2 separate regions of the Macaca mulatta genome follow, and region 1 is linked to region 2. A link is a contact called in public Hi-C data. All regions are on one chromosome and are shown on one strand. The core of a region is the stretch at or near the end of the contact, and the rest is flanking DNA. Distances in the headings are between cores, read along the strand shown.

The links. Hi-C and Micro-C count contacts between places; a contact is called where the count stands out from the background.
Region 1: a Hi-C map of fetal cortex germinal zone shows a contact between it and region 2, with 5 times the contacts expected there. The contact joins the promoter of LOC100427312 here to the promoter of LOC114674074 in region 2. A contact is called at or near these places in 2 of 14 Hi-C or Micro-C datasets (blood and fetal cortex germinal zone).

What each region holds. Positions count from the first base shown.
Region 1 is chr19:65,695,063-65,701,599 of T2T-MMU8v2.0, forward strand. It overlaps LOC100427312, which reads left to right and starts at 1,906. Exons shown (of 9, transcript XM_077981537.1): 1 at 1,906-1,951. It overlaps LOC144337330 (a long non-coding RNA gene), which reads right to left. Exons shown (of 2, transcript XR_013410304.1): 2 at 1,905-3,788. It also overlaps the pseudogene LOC144337282.
Region 2 is chr19:65,541,618-65,548,494 of T2T-MMU8v2.0, forward strand. It overlaps LOC114674074, which reads left to right and starts at 5,293. Exons shown (of 5, transcript XR_013410167.1): 1 at 5,293-5,336. LOC144337324 (a long non-coding RNA gene) reads right to left here and starts at 4,583. Exons shown (of 3, transcript XR_013410298.1): 1 at 3,913-4,583; 2 at 676-825. LOC720413 reads left to right here. Exons shown (of 6, transcript XR_013410168.1): 6 at 1-300.

The DNA of each region.
Region 1 (6,537 bases), core at 656-3,155, 150 kb after region 2:
CTCTTATTTACAGGAAAAGAATTTTCCTGTAAATAATTAGGAAGACTAAGCAGCCCCAAAGATAAGACCTCCTGGGATCATTGTCCCTTCTTATGGAGTGATAAAATAACCTTCCTTGAAGTGTATCAATCCGTCACCAATCAACTTGCTGTAACCTATGCACTGGTCTTGAATGGAAAATATGGTGCTTCTGCTAAAGCTTCTGTCTTTCCCTGTGTGTGAAACGTTAATGTCTCCACTTTGGAACGCTGATCCCATTCATTAGGAGTTGATGTTTCCAGGTGGCTATCCTCATGCTTTGTGTTCAGATAAGTTGTATACTTAATCATAAATTCTGAATTTTATTATTTACTGCTGACATCAGTTTCTGTCGAATTTTAGGAGCCTCACTAGAGATGGCACCTGTCTCCATGTTGTAAAACTCACACTCGTCAAAGAAACATGGGTTAGGGTTTCTTCCCCTCCTCAGCATGAAGCTAATTAGCTGACAGAAATGGTCACCTCCATTACCCAGTAGAGCCAGGATGAACTATGTGTGACCAAGGGTGTTGTCAAGTCCTCTTCCCTGAGGACTGATTAGTGTTTATCTTGAAAACATGTACTTAATGGGTTGTATAGAACAGGGAAGTTTCTTTCTCTTTTTTCAACCTCTCAGCTGTTTGCTTCTATTTCCCATCACATTCTGGTCTAAGGCTTATTTATTAATAACTTTTTAAATTTCTTTCTCTATTATCGTCGTGCAGATGTTTTGTCATTTGGGGGAAGATTTTGTTTTGCTTTGTTTTCAATTATATTTTCTCAACAATTAGAAAGTGAAGTAAAAGGTATTTGTTGGATCAGGCGCAGTGGCTCACGCCTGTAATCCCAGCACTTTGGGAGGCCGAGGCAGGCGGATCACTTGAAGTCAAGAGTTTGAGACCAGCCTGGCCAACATGGTGAAACTCGTCTACGAAAATTAGCCGGGCATGGTGGCACGCGCCTGTAATGGCAGGTACACCGCAGCTGAGGCAGGGGAATCGCCTGAAACTAGGAGGCAGAGGCTGCAGTGAGCCGAGATCCCCTCACTGCCCTCTAGCCTGGGCTACAGAGAAATACTCTCATTCAAAACAAAAGAAATAAGTAAATAAAGTAATAAATCTCTTCCACAAATGTGCTGAGAAAACTAACTGGATATCCACATGGAAAAGAATAATGTTGGATCCCTATCTCATGCAATCAAAATTGTATTTTTGTTATTAAAAAAAAAAAAGGAAAAAAGAGAGAGAGAGGAGGAAGGGAGCCCTGCGGGAGCGGGTGTTACTTTGTCGCCCAGGCTGGCCTGGACCCCAGGCTCAGCGATCCTCCCGCCGCTGCTTCCTGAGTAGCTGGGTCCTCAGTCTCCCTCCCCTGCGCCTCTGCTGTATTTATCCAGCAGGTGGTCACCTCACTCCTCGCTTTCCTGAGCATTGCGTCCCGCATCCCAGGCGGTGGCTTTAGGGAAGTCTCTGAAGCTGAGCACAGGGTGGATTTTCCCCCCACCCGGTGAATGGAGAATAGAAACGGAGAGAATTTCTATTCTGTTCTGTGGGCCGTCAGCATGAAATTGTACCTTCGGCCCAGGCAGGGCTTTGCATTTCACATTCTAGTTTACATGCCCATTCCAGACAATTCCAGAGCTTTTGAATCAGGCCTCAGCCTTTCTGGCGGGTCTGGACTCCAAAACCCTAAAACAGGCGCCGGAGGGAGGGTGAGGAACTCACAGGTCCCGCCCCGGCCCCGCCCCTGCCCCGCCCCTGCCCCGCCCTCTGCCGGTTCTAAAGAGCAAAATCTCTCCGCCTCGCGCCCCGCCCCTACCTCGCCTAGGCCCCGCCCACCTCCTCGCGGGTCCCACCCAGGCCTGGCTTTTGTCCTGCGCGCAGATTCGCGAAAACCCGGAAGCGGATCGCGTGGAGTGACGGTCCCATCGCGGCGCGTGAGTTTCGTTCTGTGTTGTATTAAGTCTGCGCTTCCCAGGTCCCTGGCGCTTCTGTTCCTGGGGTGTGGGGTCCCCACAAACCTGGAAATTTTCAGCCATCTTCCTTCACCTAGAGCAAATTGAGACGACCCTGTGAGAGTCCGGGGGTCGCTTCCTTAGGGGTTTAAGGTCGCCCTGAGGCTAGCCCCGTCCCGGGTCTTTCTGCTGTAGGGCAGTGTGTACACTTTCTATCGCGTAGTTTTCCTGCTCTAAACCTTTTTCTGACTCCTCCCGCCCCGCGCTTTTTAAAGTCCTCATCGGAGAGGTGGATTCTCGCCCTCTTCCGCCCATGGAACGTAGAACCGCGGCCCCAGTCCCAGGAAGGCCGCCTCCTCTGTCTGGTCCTGGGATCCTGCAGACCCCACCCTTGTCTTAAGGCGCCCTCGCCCCCGGACCTCCCTCCTCCTGCTGGGCCCTGCTGCTCCCTAGGTCTCCCCTCCGCAGTCACGGCTTCCCCTGAGCCTACGTTGGGGAGGTGGCTGGGGCCTGTCCTGTTAAAGGGGGCCAGCCCTTCCACACCTGTGGGTATTTCTCGTCAGGTGGGACTAGAGCCTGAGAAAAGAAGGAAGACACAGAGACAAAGTATAGAGAAAGAACAGTGGGCCCAGGGGGTGCTCAGTATAGGGAGGACCCGCACCGGTCCCAGCCTCTGAGTTCCCTGAGTATTTAGTGATCATTATTTTTACTATCTTAGCTAGGGGCGTGTATCAGGGCAACAGGTGGGGAGAAGGTCAGCAGGGAAACGTGTGAGCAAAGGAATCTGTATCATGAATAAGTTCAAGGAAAATAAGTACTGTGCCCGGATGTGCACGCAGGCTAGCTTTATGTTTCTCTTTACCCAAACATCTCAGTGTAGCAAAGAGTAACAGAGCAGTATTGCTGCCAGCATATCTCACCCCCAGCCACAGGGCGGTTTTCTGCTATCTGAAAATAGAAAGAATGGGAATGGTCGGCTTTGCACCAAGACATTCCAATCCCAAGGATGAGCAAGAGACAGCCTTCCTCTTATCTCAGTTGCAAAGAGGCTCCCTCTTTTACTAATCCTCCTCAGCAAAGACCCTTTATGGGTGTCAGGCTGGGGGATGGTAAGGTCTTTCCTTTCCCATGAGGCCATATCTCAGGCTGTCTCAGTGGGGGCAAACCTTGGACAATACCAGGCTTTCTTGGGCAGAGGCTTTCCGCAGTGCATTGTGTTCCTGGTTAATCGAGAATGGAGAATGGCGATGACTTTTACCAAGCATACTGCATGTAAACATATTGTTAACAAGGCAAGTCCTGCACAGCCCTAAATCCCTTAAACTTTGATTCCTTACAGCACATGTTTCTGTGAGCACAGGGTTGGGTCTAAAGTTACAGGTTAACAGCATCTGAAAGCAGAAACAATTTTTCTTAGTACAGATCAAAATGGAGTTTCTTATGTCTTCCTTTTCTACATGGACACAGTAACAATCTGACCTCTATTTCTTTTCCCCACATCCTGTGACACAGGCTGTTCTTCCCTGCCCAGCTCCAGCCCCTTTAAAATGCGCTCCCCTGGTATGCAGGCATCTTACTCCAAACTCTCCTGTGATTGTGTGGGCCAAAGGGATCAGGAGACAGACAGAGACCAGTAGAAAACCTGAGACAGAAAAGAATGACAAAGACTCATAACAGATGGCAAAGTAGAGAATGGGGTAGGGATTTGCCAAGAGATAGCAAAAGTGAAAAAAATAATAATAATAAAGCAGGAGGAGAAAAGCAACTGAAGAAATGCAGAGAAAAGCTAGAAGGACCGACAGATGGCCAGGCGTAGTGGCTCACGCCTGTAATCCCAGCACTTTGGAGGGCTGAGGCAGGCGGATCACTTGAGGTCAGGAGTTCGAGACCAACCTGGGCAACATGGTGAAACCCTGTCTCTACTAAAAATACAAAAATTAGCCAGATGTGGTGGCAGGCGCCTGTAATCCCAGCTACTTGGGGAGGCTGAGGCAGGAGAATTGCTTGAACCCAGGAGGCAGAGGTTGCAGTGAACCTAGAGCATGCCACTGCACTCCAGCCTGGGTGACAGAGCGAGACTCTGTCTCAAAAAAAAAAAAAAAAAAAAAAAGAAGAAGGACAGACAGATGAAGGACAGCAAGGTAGGGAGAGGGACAGCAAAGAGGGAGGCTCATCAGAGTGAGGGAGAGGGGGAGGGATTTGGAGCCGGGGCAGACAGAGCAGAGTGGTGCTGGTGGCAAGGAAAACAGAGGGAGAACCACAGCAGGGAGGACACCTGGGGATCTAGGCTGCCAGAGAGTGGGGACAAGGGGTATAAAGGGAAGAGATAATTTAACAGGGAGAGCAGAGGAGGCACAGAGATGGTGGTGTGGCAAACTGAGGACTAGAGAGACTGATATGGGGGAGAAAGGAGGATGTTTATTTAAGGTACTCACCGGCTCAGTGGATTTACATCTAAAAAGCTGAGCATTTCAACAAAGACAGAGTGGAGTTTTATAAGCAGACTCACAGACGCAAAATAAAAGCAGTTAGTCATATAGTGATAGGTCATGTAATCTATACCATAGCATAACTTGTAACCTTGCATAGCTGGTGGCCTTGTAGCTGCATTGAAAGAAAAACAAGAACAGCTAAATACACACATTTCCTCCCTCCCTCCCTCCCTCCCTCCCTCCCTCCCTCTCCTTCCTTCCTTCCTTCCTTCCTTCCTTCCTTCCTTCCTTCCTTCCTTCCTTCCTTCCTTCCTTCCTTCCTTCCTTCCTTCCTTCCTTCTTTCTTTCTTCATTCTTCTTCTAAAGGGGAGGTGTCTGGAGCCCGTTCCTTTGGCTTAGACTTCTCAAACAGGGTTATGATATAACTGTCCTTGAAGTGAGCTTGCTAGGCAGAGGAAAACTGGTTCTTTTCTTTTTAACCCTTGCCTTGCCTGTTACTTTTCCTAGAGTGAATGAATGCATATTTATTTTTTAAATTTCTGCCTCAGTTTTCTCCCTTTGGTGCTAGTTATAAACAAGATTTTAATAGAAAGCATCATTGTTACTGGATTCTTCATGAAAGAGCAGGTTTTCTTCTTTAGGCACAGGCTGATACTCACATAGAGCTATTAGCTGAGTGGTAGTCTGCCTGGTTACAATTGTTTCTATCATTGATTGAATGTTCTTAACAAGGAGAGGTAAGAGGCAAGGGAGTATTAAACAAATTCTTAGTGTGGCTGGAACTACTCCTATTGAGGTTTTGAACCTACTGAAGGAGGAAAACCAGCCTCTAAAGAGGGACTCAGGAGCCTACTTCTTCTAAGTCTGGACTGGAAAATGGGCTAATTTTTTCATTCTGGCAGTTATTTCTGTAATAGCCTTCCTATTGCCATTGATTTCCAGGCAGCAATTGGTTAGATTAAATTTTCTACGTACTCCTCCTTCCTGGGCTAGGAGGTAGTCTAAAGTTAATCTATTTTGGTAGATGGCATTTCTCATTTTTGTGGCTTGCTGGGCCAGTAAGTCGAATGCATTTGCTGTTTCATTAGTGATGATTTCAAGTGCTGCTTGCAACTTTAGGATGCGGTTAAGCGTGTAAATTGGGGTGCGGTAGCTTTATGACTTATCTTGTGCCCAGGTAGCTGGCCTAAAGTACTGAATTAGTCTTTCAGGGGCCGATCTGTGTCTTTCTAATCTTCTATTTTATGTATTTTCTTATGTCCATATCTCTTTTGTTTTTTTCTTTGATTTTTTTGTAGACAGGATACCATCAAGGTTCTCCCTGTTGCAGTGGGAGTAAGGAGAAAGATGGTCTAATTGTTTCAAGTACACAAGCCCTTGTCCACTTTCCTGGCAACTGTCCGTAGTCGCGAGGCCCACAGATCTAATAGAGACGGGAGGGTGCTTGCCAGGTATATGGAGCTTCAAGCTGTTACTAGATGCGGTAACGGGAGAAGAGAAACGGGAGAATGGATTTGGATGAGGTGATCTGGAGTCATCCTTGCCTTGCCTTTCCACGAAGTTTTCTTTAGTGGTTTATGATAATACTGCTGTCTTAAACAAGTTAATTCTTCTACTGAGTCCGTAAAAGCTTTTCCTTAGCGAGCAACACAGTATCTCCTGATAATGGAAGTTTTTAAGAGCGAGGCGCTTGAACTTGTGGGCATCGGTTCGGGAGAAGAGTCAGTTAGAGTTAAATTATCTTGTGACATTAACGCTTTTGCTTCTTAAGGCCATTGGTCTCCTATATTAGTCCTTCTACAAACGTAACATGAGAAAATGCTTAAGCTGCTAGCAATGTTTTCAGCAACCCGAGTGAACAGGTTTTTAGCTAAAGGAGGAGGCTCTGGTAACTTCTGGTCTACGTGCGTATGGAATGATTTAAAGACTCAGAATTGTTGCTGGTCCAGGTTCCTTTTTGATAACGTATAGGTAGGTTGCTGGGTAGGTGTGTGGAGACATGTATGGGGTAACCCACAGTCCGCATGGGTAGGTCTGGCTTTAGAATGGTGAAATTTACAGGATGACAGGTTTTTGTTTCACAATCTGGTTTTGCCGGCATTTCGGTAAGCATGATTGGCCTTTGTTGTGTGCTGG
Region 2 (6,877 bases), core at 4,043-6,542:
TTGACTCGTCTTCTCGCCAGGTCTTCTCACAAGACTTTCAGGATTAAGCGAGTCCTGACCAAGAAACAAAAGCAAAATTGTCCCATTTCCTAGTGGATTCGCATGAAAACTGGTACTAAGGTCACAATTATGTTACCATATCAAGCTGAAAATGTCACCACTATCTGGAGAGTTGGATATGTTTTATTGGGAATATATTTTTTATCTCTGAATCTGTTATGAATGCATTTGTTGGCTGGGTTCAGTAATATGTGAAACATTTCATTTCAAAAAAATGTCAAGTGAAGTAATTCAATAGAGTACCTTACTCTTTGTTTTGTTTTTTTGAGATGGAGACTCCACTATGTTCAGTGGATCACACCTGTGGTCCATGCATCTTGGGAGACTGAGGTGGGAGGATTGCTTGAGACCGAGTCTCCTGGAAATCTTCTAGTCTCTTCTAACCCATTTCATGACAGACCCTTGGACTCTACTTTGTCATCTACCTGTGACCCCAATTCCAGTTATTCCACCTTTCCACACCGAACCAATATATGTCTTACATGTTTTGATTGATGTATTTTTTTTTTTTTTTTTTTTGAGACGGAGTCTCGCTGTGTCACCCAGGCTGGAGTGCAGTGGCCCGATCTCGGCTCACTGCAAGCTCCGCCTCCCGGGTTTACGCCATTCTCCTGCCTCAGCCTCTGAGTAGCTGGGACTACAGGCGCCCGCCACCACGCCCGGCTAGTTTTTTGTATTTTTAGTAGAGACGGGGTTTCACCATGTTAGCCAGGATGGTCTCGATCTCCTGACTTCGTGATCCACCCGCCTCGGCCTCCCAAAGTACTGGGATTACAGGCTTGAGCCACCGCGCCCGGCCTTGATTGATGTATTATGTCTCCCTAAAATGTGTAAAACCAAACTACAGGCTGAACACCTTGGGCACACGTCGTCAGGACCTCCTGAGGCTGTGCCCACGGGGGCATTTTTAACGGTGGCAAAATATATTTCTAAATTGATTGAGACCCAGTAGATACTTCACAAGTTCATGAACACAGAAAAAATCAAGAGAGAACAGAAAAAAAACTAGATGTAATGGAAAGCACAAAATCGGGTCCAAAATGTGAACATATTTATTCAACATAAGGAAATGCTCTTCAACTTTGTGTGGAAGATAGATTACTAATATTTGATTAAAATAAAAACCCATTCTATGTAATGTTAGCCAATTTAAAACTGCAAATAGTGATCAATTATATGTATGTTTGAAACTTCCTAATATTTCACTTGGTATTGCTATTACTACATTCTTGGAGTAGGAGCTCAGTCTGTCAGATACATTACAGGAGAGTGGTGTCTCTCCATAGTTGGGCTTAGGTCTCTGTTGCATGAGTGGATAAACTGTTAAGCAGGAACCTAGGAGAGCTAGAATGACAAAGTTCATGTCCATTAAAGCTAGCAAGACATATCCCTACTGCTCATGCATGAGTCACGGTTATAAGATGTTTACGGTTAAGGGAAGCATCTTAATGATACCTGTAAGGACAAACTCCTACAGAAACACGATGTCCAGACGACCCAATAGCCCATGACAATGTTTGCTTTTAAGATAGCAGGCTGGTCTCAGACTCCTGACCTCCGGTGATCCGCCTGCCTCGACCTTCCAAAGTGCTGGGATTACAGGCGTGAGCCACCACACCCGGCCAAAGATAGCTTCAAACCAACAAAGTAATAAGTTTTGTCACACTGTCAGCCCACCGGCAGGGAGACATACCTTAGCTTTTACTTAGGCCCCTATGTAAGAAAAACTTCATGAGGAGGCGTTCCCCCTGCTTTCTAAGGACGCCCTGCTGTGTAACTGGTAGCTTTCAATCAACTCTCCTCACTGCACTGGGACACTCGCCTTGAATTCTTTACTGCGCAAGATGCAAGAACTCTAACATGAGGTGTGGACTGTGACCCCGTTTTAGGCAACAAAATGACTGAACGTTATACAAAAACAGACAGTTGATCTAATTCTCATAAAAATAGGAATTTCGTAGTCCTCATCCACCATGCCAAGAAAAGATCGACACTGGAGTCACCGTTCATGATAACAAAGGGGCTGACAGCTGGGAAACATGGGTGGATAAGGATGAGGCGCTCAGCAGCCGCCAGCTGGTATTAATGAAAAGGGCAATAGGATCCTGAAAGGGGGAAGACATCTTGTAAAACGATGTAAAAGCTGCAGAGCCACTGGGCCTGCGAGTTTCCCATGGTGAACCTGGGACTCCCTGATAACTGCACAAACTCGCGTGGGGATTTCAACATTCCGAAGCACCCAGATTCCTGGTGTGGCTGGACTCGGGGCTAGGGTGCTGCGAAAGGCAGGTCTGAAGCAGAAAGACAAAAACAAAAACAAAAACCGTCACGTGAGTCAGCCCCGGGCGCTGCGTGCAGAAAAACCCTGGATGGGTCCTGAACCCTGTCTGGGCGGGGCCTGGACACTGGGCGGGGACAGGCGGGCGGGGGTAAGATCAAAGAGGGGGCGGGGCCTGAACAGGTGCTGGGTCAGGGCTAGAGGGTGGAGGCCGCTGTGGGTGCAGGGCCTGGAACGGGACTGGGGCGGGGCAAGAGGGAGGAGGCTGCCTGGGGCCGGGTCGGACAGCCTGCAGGAGCCGCGCCAGAGGGTTATCGTCGTCTAGGGGGCGGGCTCCCGAAGGTGTGTGATTCTAAAGAGCCAGGCCTGGAGGGGGCGGGTCCGGGCTCTCTCCTCAGCTGGGCCATGGATGTCGCCGGCTGTCATCCTCTCCCTCTAGGACTGGATCCTCCGGGTTCCGATTGGTGGATTGATTTTAATGTGCCGTGATGTTACCCCTAATATCACGTGGATGCTTCCTGCCCGTTTTAAGTTAATATTTCAAGCAATGGAAGGTAAAACAACTTACTGTAGTGGACCACCTGTGCTGAACGCTGAATAGTTTTTCCTCTTAAATTGAAAATGGCTTTAATGCAAAGCGCCTTTTTTGAGCAGGTGGAGTCGCGCGTCCTGCAGGCGGGGCGAGCTCCCCTCCGTCTGGGGCAGGGCCGGGGAGAGGGGCAGGGACCTCGGTAAAGGGGTGGAGTGGGGCGCTGGTTGCAGCGGGGACTGACAGTTAGAAAGTCTTATTAAACTAAGCAAGGTCCTGGGTTGTTTGAGTGGATAATGGAAACTGAAAGGTGACATGCAAAACTGCCTATGACACACAGGAGGTGGAGGATAATTTCATATTTCACGGAAGTAAAGTCAGGTCATGGAGCGGTGGCTCACACCTGTAATTTCAGCACTTTGAGAGGCTGAGGCGGGAGGATCGCTTGAGCCCAGGATTTTGAGATCAGCCTGGACAACATAGTGAGACGTCGTCTCTACTAAAAATCAAAAAATGAGTCAGGTGTGGTGGTGCACGCCTGTGGTCCCACCTGCTCGGGGCACTGAGGTCGGATCACTTGAGCCAGGGATTTTATGGTTGCAGTGAGCTCTAATCTCGCCACCACACTCCAGCCTCGGTGACAGAGCGAGACCCTGTCTCAAACAAACAAGCAAATAAATGAGAGGTATAATTCCTCCTTTGAAAATAAAAAAAGATTTTTTTTTCGTCTCTTTTCCTAGGACATTTATTTAGAAAATTTGTAAATGCATTTTCTCTGTCTCCTGAGGCTTTTCTTTGGACAGAGTTTTGCTCTTGTTGCCCACGCTGGAGTGCAATGGCGCGATCTCCGCTCACCGCAACTTCTGTCTCCCGGGTTCAAGCGATTCTCCTGCCTCAGCCACTTGAGTAGCTGGGATTACAGGCATGCACCAGCATGCCCGGCTAACCTTGTATTTATACTAGATATGGGGTTTCTCCATTTTGGTCAGACTGGTCTCGAACTCCCGACCTCAGGCGATCCGCCCGCCTCCGCCTCTTAAACCACTGGGATTACAGGTGTGAGCCACCGCGCCTGGCTTGAAGTGGTATTTTTTAGAAACAACGTAATCCTTTTTTCAGCTTAATAACCCAGGGATGTATTTCTGAAGGACTTGGGGTCTCTCTTTGAAAGGCAAGCAACAAGGGAGACAGTACCTGTATCTCGGTAGGAAGTTAAATATTTCAAACATCAAATAATTCCAATGTAAAAGTATGGACCTTTAAATACTGAGCTTTGAAAGGAATGTGGTCATGCAACCTGAGTCCAGTGGTATGCAGATGCAACTTCTAAGAGTTTTCCTGACCAGACGCGGTGGCTAACACTTGTAATCCCAACAGTTTGGGAGGAGGAGGCGGCTGGATCACTTGACGTCAGGAGTTCGAATCCAGCCTGGCCAACGTGATGAAACCCCGTCTCTACTAAAAATACAAAACAATTAGCCAGGCTTGGTGGCGCCCGTCTGTAATCCCAGCTAGTTGGGAGGCGGAGGCAAGAGAACTACTTTAACCCACGGGGTGAAGGTTGCAGTGAGCCGAGATCTCGCCACTGCACTCCAGCCTGGGTGACAGATAAATACTCTGTCTCAAAAAAGAAAAGAAAAGAAAAATGTAAATATAAGAATGAAAGTAATAGATCTCTTCCACAAATGTGCTAGGACAACTCACTGGATATTCACATGAAAAAGAATAATATTGGATCCCTATCTCACACAATCAAAAATTTTATTTAAAGAAATTTAAAAGAGAGAGAGAGAGAGACGAGGAAGGGAGCGCTGCAGGAGGAGGTGTTACTTTGTCGCCCAGGCTAACTTGGAGCCCCAGGTTCAGCGATCCTCCCGCCGCTCCTCTCTGAGTAGCTGGAACCTCAGGCTTTCGGCCCTGTGCCCGCATCTCTGCTGGGTTTAAGCAGCAGGTGGTGACCTCACTCCTTCCTGGCCTGAGCACTCGGTCCCGCATCCTAGGCGGTGGCCCTAGGAAAGTCTCTGAAGCTGAGCATAGGGTGGACTCTCCCTTCCCAGTGAACGGAGAATAGAAAGGGAGAGGATTTCTATTCTATTATTTGGGCCGTCAGCCTGAAATCGTTACGCTGCACCCAGGCAGGGCTTTGCATTTCACGTTCTAGTTTGCATCCCCGTTTCAGACAATTACAGGGCTTTTGAATCACGCCTCAGCCTTCCTGGCAGGTCCCGCCTCCAAAGCTCGAAAACCAGAGGCGCTGGGAGCTAGGATGAGAGGCGCACAGGTCCCGCCCGGGTCCCGCCCTCTGCTAATTCTGAAGGGCAAGGTCTCTCCGCCTCGCGCCCCGCCCCTACCTCGCCCAGGCCCGCCCACCTCCTCGTGGGTCCCGCCCAGGCCTGGCTTCTGTCCTGCCTGCGCAGATTTACGCAAACCCGGAAGCGGATCGCGTGGAGTGACGGTCCCACCGCAGCGGTGAGTTTTGCTCTGTGTTAAGTCTGCGTGTCGTAGGTCCCCGGCGCTTCTGTACCTGGGCCCTGGGGTCCCCATAGACCTGGAAATTGTCACCCGTCTTCATTCACCCACAGCAAATTTAGACGTCCCCGTGAGAGTCCAGGCGTTGCTTCCTTTTGGGTTTAAAGTCGCCCTGAGGATGGTCCCTTCGCGGGTCTTTCTCTTACAGGGCAGTGTATACACTTCCCATCGCGTAGTTTTCCTGCTCAAAACCTTTTTCTGACTCCTCCCGACCCGCACTTTTTCAAGTCCTGACGGCAAGGCGGATTCCCGCTCTTGGCGCCTCCCAGCCTTGTCTTAAGGCGCCGTCGCCCCCCACCTCCCTCCTCGTTCCGGGCCCTTATGCTCCCCAGGTCTCCCCACCGCAGTCACCGCTTACCCTGAGCCCGTAGGGGAGGTGCCCGGGGCTGTCCTATGACACCGGGTGTTCTTGCCTGCCCAGCCACTGGAAAATGCGCTTCTCCGGGATGCAGGCGTCTTACTGCAGAGCCCCCTGTGATTGTGTGGGCCAAAGGGATCAGGAGACTGAGAGAGAGCAGTAGAAAACCTGAGACAGAGAGAACAAGAATGAGAAAGACCATAACAGATGGCAAAGTAGAGGATGGCTGAGGGATTTGTGAAGAGAGCAAAAATGAAAAAAAAGAAAAGAAAAAAGAAAGCAGGAGGAGCAGATCCCAGGGAAAAAGAAAAGAAAACAAGAGCTAGAGCGAGAAGGGGAGAATGAGAGATATGTACAGAGTTAGGGAGGGAAGCACAGTAATGAAGACAGAGGACCTGGGCGCAGTGGCTCATGCCTGTAATCCCAGCAGTTTAGGAGACTGAGGCAAGGGGATTGCTTGAGTACAGGAGTTCGAGGCCAGCCTGGCCAACATAGTGAGAACCCCATCTCTGCCAAAAGAAAAAAAAAATTAACCGGGCGTGATGGTGCACACCTGTAATCCCAGCTACTCTGGAGGCTGAGGCAGGAGGATTACTTGAGCCCAGGAGGTCCAGGCTTCAGTGAACTGAGATCATGCCACTGCACTGCAGCCTGGTCAACAGAGCGGGACCCTGTCTCAAAAGATTAAAAGGGGTGGGGGACTTTGGGTTCAGATGAATGGGTGAGTTCATTGGATATGATTAGTTGTGACAGGTTGACTTCTCTGTATATAATCTAATAACTTAAAACTTGTTTAAATTATACAGATGATATTGAGAATTTTAAAATTCCTATCTCTAAGGCATGTACATTCTATAAATCTTGGCATCAGAGGTCAGCTTCCACTTGGAATCCCTATTCAGCCAGAGTGTAGTAACTTAATTCAATTGTGAGACACTCTCTTCCCTTTTCCCATGGTGGGGTACGGGCAGTGAAATGGGAGAATCACTTTCTGTTATTATGTAATAGTTTTAATTTAATTAATATATATTTTGAGACAGAGTCTGGCTCTGTCCCCCAGGCTGGAGTGCAGTGGTGTGATCTCTTCTAACTGCAGCCTCGACCTCCTAGACTCAAGCAATCC